Linked DNA regions of Mus musculus: region 2 is linked to region 1. Evidence: chromatin contacts called from public HiChIP or PLAC-seq data. All regions are on one chromosome and are shown on one strand. The core of a region is the stretch at or near the end of the contact, and the rest is flanking DNA. Distances in the headings are between cores, read along the strand shown. Region 1 overlaps Eipr1 (EARP complex and GARP complex interacting protein 1). Region 2 overlaps Gm31333 (predicted gene, 31333).

The links. HiChIP or PLAC-seq counts read pairs in DNA pulled down with a chosen protein or histone mark.
Region 2: a contact with region 1 is called in an H3K27ac HiChIP or PLAC-seq map of epiblast stem cells, with 2.1 times the contacts expected there. The contact joins two enhancer-like sites. A contact is called at or near these places in 2 of 115 datasets of contacts at active chromatin or transcription factors (epiblast stem cells and trophoblast stem cells) and 1 of 9 other capture datasets (embryonic trunk).

The regions. Positions count from the first base shown.
Region 1 is chr12:28,814,563-28,820,006 of GRCm38.p6, forward strand. All of the region lies in intron 3 of Eipr1 (EARP complex and GARP complex interacting protein 1), which reads left to right. Among named protein-coding and RNA genes, the nearest start is that of Gm46345, 50 kb to the left of the region's middle. Within about 2 kb of position 3,034, at least 117 of the 459 cell types and tissues checked have an H3K27ac peak or open chromatin away from gene starts, as enhancers often do. A contact at or near this core is called in epiblast stem cells, where this site is marked.
Region 2 is chr12:29,159,380-29,164,849 of GRCm38.p6, forward strand. It overlaps Gm31333 (predicted gene, 31333), which reads left to right. Exons shown (of 4, transcript NR_154987.1): 2 at 4,423-4,468. Among named protein-coding and RNA genes, the nearest start is that of Gm31333, 20 kb to the left of the region's middle. Within about 2 kb of position 2,377, at least 10 of the 459 cell types and tissues checked have an H3K27ac peak or open chromatin away from gene starts, as enhancers often do. A contact at or near this core is called in epiblast stem cells, where this site is marked.

The DNA.
Region 1 (5,444 bases), core at 1,784-4,283:
AAGGGGAAGCACTTCTCAGCAGGAGGAATGGAGCAGTGGAAATGCACAAGCAAAGGAGGAAGTACTTCTCAGCAGGAGGGATGGGGCAGCGGAAATGCACAAGCTAAGGAGGAAGTACTTCTCAGCAGGAGGGATGGGGCAGCGGAAACTTTTCTTTTGGCAACTACACAGGGAAGCAGGAACTTGGTGGTATCAGGGTACATCTTGTGGTCAGAACATCTGGCGCTGACTTAGGGTTGGAACATTTTGTGGTTGTTCTCAGAACGGTGCTTCGGTGGCCCACTTTTGATCCCCTTTTCTTCTGGGGGGGGTGGGGGGGGGAGAGGCCCAATTCGGAGATCAAGACAATAGAGTTGTCTTAATAGCTCCCAACAGGGTTGCCCACACTCACCATGTGACGTGGTCCTCCCTGTGTTGTGGAGTTTCTTCTCTTTAAGTAGGACCAGGGTTAGATCAGCCAATAGCCTTCCACGTACTAGAGTTGCAGGTGTCTGTTGCCATGTCTGGCTTGGACCGTTCCTTGACAGGAGAAGGTGAGTGTAAAGGACACTCACTACTTGGCTCTAAGACCTCAGCATCTGGCTGTGTTTATTCCATTGAAGGCGTCCAGGTTTGCTCCCTGACTCTGTGGATGTCAGTATGATAGCTGCCTGCTAAGATTCAAGAGTAGCTACCAGCTTTGAAGGCCGCTGGGTGGAGCTCCACTGTCAGCAAGTGGTACCTTCCAGACCCAAAAAGGCCACAAGTAGTTGGCTATTTAGTGACAAAAGTGCCCCATGCTGCTCCAGGTCAATTGTAATAGTGCTGGAAAGTCATGGGGCCTTCTTGTCACCCTGTGGACCTGTTTTCCTTGGGCATCTGAGGAACCCCTCCTCTCCCTGTGGCTGCTGTTAACCAGGTAATATGAGGGCTTGGCCCCCTGCTGATCTGTGTGTTCTGGTTTGGGTGTAAAGCAGAAGGCAACGTAAACAGGAAAGTTCAGTGAAGAATTACTAGAGAGGAAAGTAGCTGCCCTCGTGCAGAAGGGGACTTTAGTATCATGCCAGGATACCTGAGGAAAAGGGACCTTGAGACAGTGCTGAGCCTGTGGAGTAGTGTCGTCCAGGTCCAGGAGGGCAAAGAACCTGGGGCCAGAACAATCCAGAGCTTGTCTGCCTCTTCTGGGCAAGCCATTGACCGCTTTCCAAAAGTCCATGGGGTGCAGAAGCTTGGGAACCCCCTGGCAGCCACCAGTGGGAATGGGTACAAGGCCTTCTAGGGCTGGTGTGGACAAGAAGCTATCTACCCTGTCTCTGTGTAGAGAGGCTTGGGAATAACTGAGTAGACCAAAGCAGAGGGTACAGAGAGGCCTAGGATAGAGACCCACTTAAAGGCCCACATTGTTCTAGCCTTTCTCCCTACAGTCTCCATTCGGTGTCTCTCTTAAGAGCAGTAAGCCCTCTGCAGTGTGTACAGAACAGAGGGTGCTAGCAAGGTTACTGCCTGAAACTGGAAGTTGGTAACAGGATGTGGATACAGCAGCTGGAAAGGCCAAAGAGTCAATACTTGAGGCTTGAAGGCCACATGGTCCCACATTCTTTCTCCTGCCCTTTTGACCAATCTTAACTTATGGACATACAGAATAGGCCAGACTTGACTAGTACTCACTCTCTCAGCCTCTGGCCAGCTTTTGTGGAGAACCCAAGGATTGATATAGTCTGTAGCAGGACATGTGTGTGTACCTGACCCTGCTAGGTAATAGGTGGCTCTGAGGACCCTTTCAAACTGCTCTGGTGAAAATTAAGGGCTGCATCAATCTCAATATTAAATCTTGCTTTCTTTTGTGTAGCTGTGGCACACCTGGACTGCACACCCTGCTGGAGAACCTGGCTATTTGCATCTTTCTCTAAAGGCTTTGTGCTCAGGCCAACAGATTCTGCCCTGGGGCTGGGAAAGAAGGCAGCAGCCAGCTCATGAGTTATGGGGGCCTTGCTCTGTGCCACCCATGATGGAGTGTCTGGTGCCTTTGACTGGCATTTTTCTAAGCTAAACTTCTTGGGACTTTCCTGTCCCCCTTCAGATGACTGGCTCTCCTGCATACCAAAGATGGGATGCTGCCAGGGAGAAAGGATTGGCCTTGCTGTTGACTGGGCCATCTTTTTTGATACACACTCAGGAATCAGGGAAGTAAGTGCAGGTTGGACTAAGCCTCTGTGAGCTGGATTTGAGACAGAGCCCTGCAGTCCCACTTGAGCACAGACTTATGTGTACTCTGTGCTCAAGTCTGTAGGAATGGGCAGAGTCCGTGGTCCTAGAGGCATTGCTTACAGGTCTAGCTACTTCTTTTCTCTGAGAGAACTGGGGTCCTCCTAAGACTGAGGGCTTGGTATGTGACTTGTCTCAGGTGAAGAATGGAGCAAAAGGCCATGGCTGTTCCCTGACCACTTAGGACAGTGCTCTGCTGGCACCTGCAGTGAATCGTGTGGTGCTCGAGTGCAGCAGAGCTGCTGGGTAGAACTGCTGACAGTACCCTTTCTCTGTCACACTCACTTCCCAACCAGTCTTTGCACTGTGAGCAGGAACTTGTGCACCTGTCACCTGCACAGAAACTTGAGAGATGTCTGTGCCCTGTTACGTCTTCCTGGAGAGGGACAGACCTGGTGTCATGCCGGGATACCTACAGCCCTGTCCCCTCTCTAGCGTCAGTCTGTGCGTCCCTCATACTTATTGTGCATTCTGCATGTGACCACATCTCTGAAGCACTGTGGAGGCCACTGGAGAATGTATTTTTAATCTCAGGTGCCAGGGCACTCAATGTACAGCAAGAGCTGTGCCTGTGTCAGGTGATTGCCTCGACCGGATTTCATCTCACTCACCTGCCTGGTCTGCAGCAGATGCTGAGGTGGCTGGAGTCTCTAAAAATAGCCCTTAGACTCTGAATCCGCTCATTATGCAGCAGCCGTGGAAGCCTCCTCCTCCTCCAGCTGGGGATCACACCACGTCCCCAGCCAGGGCATTGTTAGCCCTTTAGCAAGCTGGCTGCAGCTGCTATTCAGCCCACAAAGGCTCTAATCTCCTTTGAATTCCTCTAAGCCTTTTGACTCTAATCCCTTACAGCACGCAGCACACTCCATGGATACAGTTGGCGCCTCAAGTATGCCTCTTCTATTCATTTTGCCCTGATTATCTTTTTATCTCATTAAGTGCTTTTAGCTCTTGTGTTTCATATAAAAAATAGAAGCATCAAATTGGTCTTAAAGACATAACTTAGTATTTTCTCTTTTAAAGCAGTGGACTTTTCTGAGGCAAGAGTCTCTATTTTATTCCTGATGCCGGGAATATAACGAACCTTGTGAACTTGGAAGAGTCGGTTACCTGCATCTAGCCTCAGTTTCCTCATTGCTAAAATAGAGAGGTCAGGTTATTGAGTGACAGTTGAATTTTCTAGCTTAGCTATCCTGTGGCTCTCTGGCTCTGTATCAACATGACAGAGTTGCTGTGTGCACCAGTGCTATGATATGCTTGAATACAGAGGCTGTGCCTGGCTCCCAAGCTTAGCTTTATATAGGGCCAAGGCCTAGTGCCCTAGCTTGGTTTTAATGCAGATCCTGTTTCCTTGTGGTGGCCTGCTTCTGTCCAGAGGCTGTGCCTGGGATGCTGTCTCGTTTGCACACAGACCTTATCTCTTGTGCCATGTCAAGGCTTTGTTTTATACAGCGTCTGTGCCTAATGCCCTCTGCAAGCTCCTAGACATGGTAGTATTACTCTTGCCCAGGTGGTTACATCATAGGACCTTATTTCAGGCATGTGTTACAACAGAGATAAAAGCCCAATCAATGCCTCCTTGCTTATTAGAGCCCATTGCTTCTGAAGGTGGGCTTTCCTCCTTGAAAGTACCTCTGCTTCTTTGATATCCACTGGATGTGCACTGACTGCTCTGCTGAGATGCATGCAGCTATGGAAATCCTCAGAGTTTCAGAACCAATTTGTGTGTCTCTGTGGCATCCCTCCTGTATTCCCTGCTTAGCTCTGTTTACCTTAAATTTCACCTGCTTCTGAGGATGCAGTTTCCTGTCGTGCCCACTGGTTCCTGGGACTGGCACCACAGTTCTCATTAAGCTGTGGTTTTATCTCCAGGGCCATGGTGCGGGCAGCTGCTGCTGGAGTGAGACACCTGCAGCTTTCTTGTCTCCCTGGTATGTTTGTGTGTTAACATCTTTCTGTGAGTAATTTTGGACATTCTTGAACCCATTAAAATTTCAGTATAAGCTTTGAAACAGAAGTTATAATTTTTCAAAATAAATTTACATATACTTGACAGTCATTTTTGCTTTTTTCTTACTAATTTTTAGAGAAACGTATTGCTTCCCAACACTTCTCCTTTAATTTTGAGTTTATAATATAATCACAGCATTTCTTTCTTTCCCTTTCCTCCCTCCAGTGGTTATTCCGCACACCCCCTCCTTGCTCTCTTTCAGATATGTCCTTTTTTATTCTTATTGTTGCATGCATATTCATACATACTAAATACTCCCTGCTCAGTCTGTACGGTGTTGCTCCTGTGTACTGTTTCAGGGCTGGCAGTTTGGTGTTGGGAGTGAGAAATGCTGAATTGCAACATTTGGAAAGTGTCTAATAAGGTTTGCTGTGTCCACTGCACAAAGAACCTGGTCAGACACAGTGTTGTCCTCTAGCCCTAGGAATTCACCTTCCAGCTGTGTCTCTGCTAACTGGCTCGCTGTTCACATCCATCTGGGGGAAAGGTTGCTGTACCTTTCCACTTTAGCCCCCCTTTTTGCCTAAGAAATATGTATGCTACCTTAGGTATATGAAATAGTTTCACATATCAAGCGTTTCACATTCATAAAGAAATTGCTTTTAAAACAATTCTTTGGTGTATGTACAATTTAATATATTAAAAATGAAAAAAACCAGCTGGTCATGGTGGCGCATGCCTTTAATCCCAGCACTTGGGAGGCAGAGGCAGGCGGATTTCTGAGTTTGAGGCCAGCCTGGTCTATAAAGTGAGTTCCAGGACAGCCAGGGCTACACAGAGAAACCCTGTCTCGAAAAACAAAACAAAACAAAACAAAAAACAAAAACAAACAAAAAAAAAGATGAAAAAAACCCCACATATGAAGTGGGTGTACTTATTTATTTATTTTACACAGAGAATTGAATATTGAGTGAATACTTGATATTGGAGCATCTTTGAAATTTTCAAAGTTGATCAGTATTTTGGTTTCATGATCATCATGATCAATGCTAAGAAGGCAGCTTTGAAAAAACAACATAGTATAGAAGAGCAGAAGCACATTCAGGATTTTCTCTAAAATTGTTGTAACCCCTAGCCTAGTCCCCAGCCAAAGTACACTGAGTGACTTTTAATTCCTTTAAAAAAATTATTTATGTGTGTGTATGTGTGTGTGTGCCTGTGTGTCCAGTGTCTGTGTATATCTATATAT
Region 2 (5,470 bases), core at 1,127-3,626, 340 kb after region 1:
GAGCTAGTCTGGATTTGAAACCTGGATTCTGACCTGGGGAGGTGTAGTCATCATGCTAAGACTCCTTGGATGCAAGAGTGGATGGGAGTGAAGGGCACAGGATTGTGGAACTCACTGGCCTGCTGCATGTGGCGCTCCATGCTGAATACATGGTGGTTTTCAGTCTGACATCACTACGTATGCTGTCCATGCAGCAGTTCTTTCATGGCTGGGAAACGCCTTGAGAAAAGATGGCTGGAGTCAACGTGAGCATGAATGGATTCCCCAGTGGCAGCAAATGCAGGCTACTCAGAGCTGGAGAGTGGAGTGGATGGTAGGAAACTCCTGGACAGATGGCTTCCAAGCTCTTCTGTTTCCCTCTCATCCTGATTGGAGTCTGCTTGGTTGCCTTTCTCTGCAGGGCTCTATGTTGCTGTGTGTATAGATAAAGAAAGATGATCCCTGGTCCCAGATTTTTACACCCTTTGGACTTCCATACTGGTCAGAGAATCTAAGGTATCCCTGAAAGTCTATGGCCCTCCTGGGTTCAGGCATCAAAGCAGTAGACTTTAAGTTCCTGCCCTTTGGGTCTTGTATCTCTGGACAGATTAAAATGGCTCACAGAGTTAGGGCCTTGCAGAGGACTCTGCTCACAGTCATTTATATGACTAGAGCCTTGGCTTACATGGTACATCCTATCTCCACTGCAGTGAATTCTCTGGTGTGGTAGTATATACTTGTAATCCTGGAGCTGGGGAAGTGGAGACAGGAGAATACCATTGACTGACCAGACAGAGTAACTTACTTGACAAAGGGGCTTCTGAAGAAAGACATTTGAGGCTCTCCACTAACCCCTCCGTGTACATGTGCCTTCTCCTCTGCCCTTCACATACACATATACATGTATATGCACATGTACTCTCCACATGTACATTCACATTTACACAAATGGGCACACATGTACATATGTACCCATGCGTATCTACATGTGTATCCATATACACAAAACACATGTACATGTACACTCTTATACATGTGCGTACACATATGTACATATACACCCTCATACAAGCATGCACATGTTTATGTACACCCATGCACAGCTGCATGTACACCCACACACATGCTCACACACATATATACACTCACATACACAGATATACATATATACATTTACATATCACAATATATGCATTTGTATCCACACATACACATGTACATGTGTATCTTTCAAACACACATGTGCATGTATCCTCCCTCATACACATGTACATGCATGCACAATGCATGTTCACCCATACATGCGCACATTCATGTATAGTGCACATGCACACATACATGTTCACCCATTCACATGTACATATGTGCACATACATGTATATAGTCACACACATTCACACACATGTAAAAGATCTTTTGAAATCCTCTGTGTGGGAACTTTCTCAAGAGAGAAAATTGTGGGAGTTGGCTAACAGAGCTCTTAGGATTTAGGACATATTTAATATTTTGTTCTTGGGATTCTATGTAGAAATCTTCGATGGGAACAAAGGCATCTCAACTTAGCAAAACCTTGGGCAAGCAAACCTGCCTTTGGAACCCAGGCAGGAGAGGTGACACAATGTCCCCTGAGAGCTGGAAGGTTCCTGGGCTAGGGTGAAATCTGATCACTGGCAGCTGTTGTCTGGAGCCCCAGGGCTTGCAGAGCCCACCTCTTGCTGGGAGCTCTCCTCCCAGTGGGGTATCCCTGGGGGCTCTGGTGGGGGGGCAGCTCCCCTGAACTAACAGGTCCCTAAGGGTGCAAGCATGGTTGATAGTTGTTTCCCTACCACACACTGCTGTGGTTCCCTCAGCCTTTACAGGACACCCTCCACTTACTCTGGTTAAACCTTGATCCGCTGCCTTTGGGGCCAACCATCCTCTAGCACCTGAATTCTGCTGGACCTGCCAGGCAGCTGCATAATGGAGGCTGAGCCTGACTTAGGCCAGACATCTCGGTTGTACAGGTGCTCTCTGCTGCACCTGCTGATGCTTAGGGACACTCAGGAGTCCAGTAGAGACTATTTGGTGACAGAGTGGAGACAAGGGCTTCTCACCTAGATCTTACAGACTCTGGACTGATTTTCAGAGTTCTGTTTGTTTTGTTTTACTTTTTTTTTTTCTTAGTTTTTCCACTATGACACAGGACTTGTATTTTGACATTTTGCTGTGTGAGACTCTGTCCCTAGAGCCATCTTTAAGCTGAGTGTCACATAACCCCCTCTCTTTCTTTTGCAACTGCTCTCTGGGGGAGGGGAAGGGACTCAACCCCTCACCAAACAGGAGTAGGCAGGCCCATTAAGCCTGTCTTTGTTGAATGTGCCCTGGGTTTGCCCTACTCTCAGGGACCTCTCCTGGCCTCCCACCAAGCAGCTCTGACTCTGGCAGCAGGCAACATGCTGTGTACAGGTGTGGGCCAGCCCTCTGTAAGCTGCCGGTTCCACTGGAACCCGAGGCTGACAACTTTTCTCAGGTGTCTGTTGCATGGCAGGAAGTATTTGTCACCTTTCTATTTGCCATCTCAATCTTGTCCCCACAATGGAGCTTGTAATTTTATCCCTAGGGAGATAGGATTCAGAGTGATTAATAAGCTATCAGACTTGGAGGGTAGCACATGCTGCGACATGCATAGATAGATAATCCGCGTCCAAAGTTACAGTGCTTAGCATAGCTAGCCAACAGGGTACCACCGACTCCCAGTTCTTCAAACAGAAACCAGAGATGTGCTGGTATACCTTGGGTCCCTTCACCCTTGCCCCCTGACCCATCCCGTCATCTAAACCCCTTTGCTCCAAAGCTATTGTGATCTAGACACTCCTTGCACTGTGTTCTCTATACCGGGCTTATATCCAGTCGGGACCAGGGCTGGACTGTGGTTCTCTCTACATTGACATTTCTGCCTCTTGTAACACGGGTTACATCGCTTCTCAGCATCAGACCCTTCCTCACTGCTGGCCTAAGGTCACTATGAGCTTTTCAGCACTGTAGGCCCCTCCCCAGCATGTCCAGCTAGTTGCTCCCACCTGGCCTTCATCTACCAACACTTAGGCTCCTCAGTGTCTTTTAAATGTTTGCTCTTACTTTCCTTTTCATCTCTTTCCTTTTCTAGCATTTTTCTTGTCTGGCTGAGTCATTGCCTTCATGTGTGTGAGTGTGAATCACTTCCAAAGGACATACCTTCCCATGGCTGTGTTTCCTGGAGAGGTGATGGTCCCAGGAGCCAGTATCAACCTAGAAGTAATTTCCTGCCCAAAGCTGGTACCTCAACCCCTGGGGTGATGTCTTTCCAGGGCCTCTGATACCCCCAGGGGTGATATCATCCTAAGGCCAATGCCACCCCTAGAGCTGATGTCACCTCTAGAGAGGATCCTCCCCCAAGTAGATGATGTCTGAGAACTTCAGTTCACAAAGAGACAATTAGATTAGGTAATATGAAATTATGTTGATAGACTTAAAAAGATCAAATCTTGGCAACTTATTGCCGTTGATCTTAAGATGAATTTGTGTATTAATATCACTCTCTCCCCTCACATTTCTTCACCTTTCCCCATGCCATTTTGACTACTTTGAGAGTTCTCAGCTGTGAAGCGATCCAAGTGTCACCTCAGTTTTTACAGTGAGGGGGATCTGTATAATTAATGCAATTCACTGTTGACCTCAAATAAACCAGGTTCTGAGGGAAGGAGATGAATGCCAGGTGCCAGGGAAGTCCTCTCATGGCTCATTGGGAAAGCACTGGGAGGTGCAGGGGTCCAAATCAGGTGAAGGTGGCTTTGGGATTTGGATCTGAGATTTCTCCTATGGGTCTGGGCTTGCTCGTTTCCTACACGTAGGGTGACCTTTCCTCCAGTCCAGGCCTCTTTTGTACCTACTTCCCAGAGGCGATTACTAATAATCACCCTTGCTGTCAAGTATTGTGATTTGGGAAAGAAAGTGTTGAGTTGCTTAGCTCCCAGTGTCAGACTTCGTCCTGCCTTGTCTCTTCCCCATGTAGGAGGCTGTGCCTCAGCTTATTCAGGCCAGCACTGGAGACTCATGGGGACCTGTTAGTCAGTCTTGCTGGCTGGTGCTGGGGACTTACAGATGATCCCTTCCATGGGGTGAGATCTTCAGAGCTGGAAGGTTCTCCAGTGGAAGGGTGGCTGTTGTGATGGTTAACATTAGATGTCAAGTTGCCCGAATCACTTCAGGGAGAAGCCTTCAGACACATCTAGGTGGAATTGTCAAGACTGGTTTGGCCTCTAGGCATGTCTGTGAGAGGATTTTGATTAGGATAGATGAAGTGGAAACACCTGGAATGCAGGCAACATTTCTTGGGTTGGGGTCTTGAACTGTGTATGTAAGTAGAAGTGAGCTGAGTACCAGCATTCATCTCTCTGCTCCCTGACATGACATTTTTGCCTCAAGCTCCTGTTGCCATGACTCCCCACCATGATGGACTGCACCCTTGAAGGTAAGCCGAAACAAACCTCCTTAACTTACTTTTCTCTTGATGTCTTATCACAGACAGAGGAAAAATAGCAGTTGCCAACCATGCAAAAGGAAGACTGAGAGTCCTGGTGTGACCCATGGCTGCAACATTGTATATATGTTGTCAAAATGGCCGCCTGGTTCCATGAGGGAGCTTCAAGAAGACATCAGGAAAAGTCTCAACTTTAGGATTTGGGGGAAAGAGAAACAGTGAAAGGCTATGTTTTAGTATGTGTTGATGGTGTGTATGGGACCAAGCAAACGAATATAAATAAAAAAAAACCCTCTGATAGATATCTAAGATGTCAGATAAGAACATCTCTCTCTCTCTCTCTCTCTCTCTCTCTCTCTCTGTATGTGTGTGTGTCTGTCTGTCTACCTCTCCCTCTCCCCTCTCCTTCCCCAATCTTCTCTCCCTCTCTCTCCCTCCTCCCACATCTCTTTCACATTCACCTACCTGTAGAGGTTGCTCTGATCATAAACCCTGTCTCCTCTTTGTTTTCTACAGATATTCTACAGATGTATGTATGTATGTATGTATGTGTGTATGTGTGTATGTATGTATGTATGTATGTATGTATGTATGTATGTATGTATGTATGTATGTGTGTGTATGTATGTGTGTATGTATGTATGTATGTGTGTGTATGTATGTATGTATGTATGTGTGTGTGTATGTATGTGTGTGTATTTATGTATGTATGCATGTGTGTGTATGTATGTATGTATGTGTGTATGTATGTATGTATGTGTGTGTATGTATGTATGTGTGTATGTATGTATGTATGTATGTTTGTGTGTATGTATGTACACATTTACTTGTAGATACACTAGGTCTCTATTGCCAGTTCTTATAAACATAAAGGACTGCATAATATCCCAGCTCTCCCTTCCAGATGCTGACCTGTCTGAGGCAATCCTGTGATCAAACACCATACTTCAAAAAATCATCACGTTATTCTTTGAAGCTCAGGCTCATGGTCTT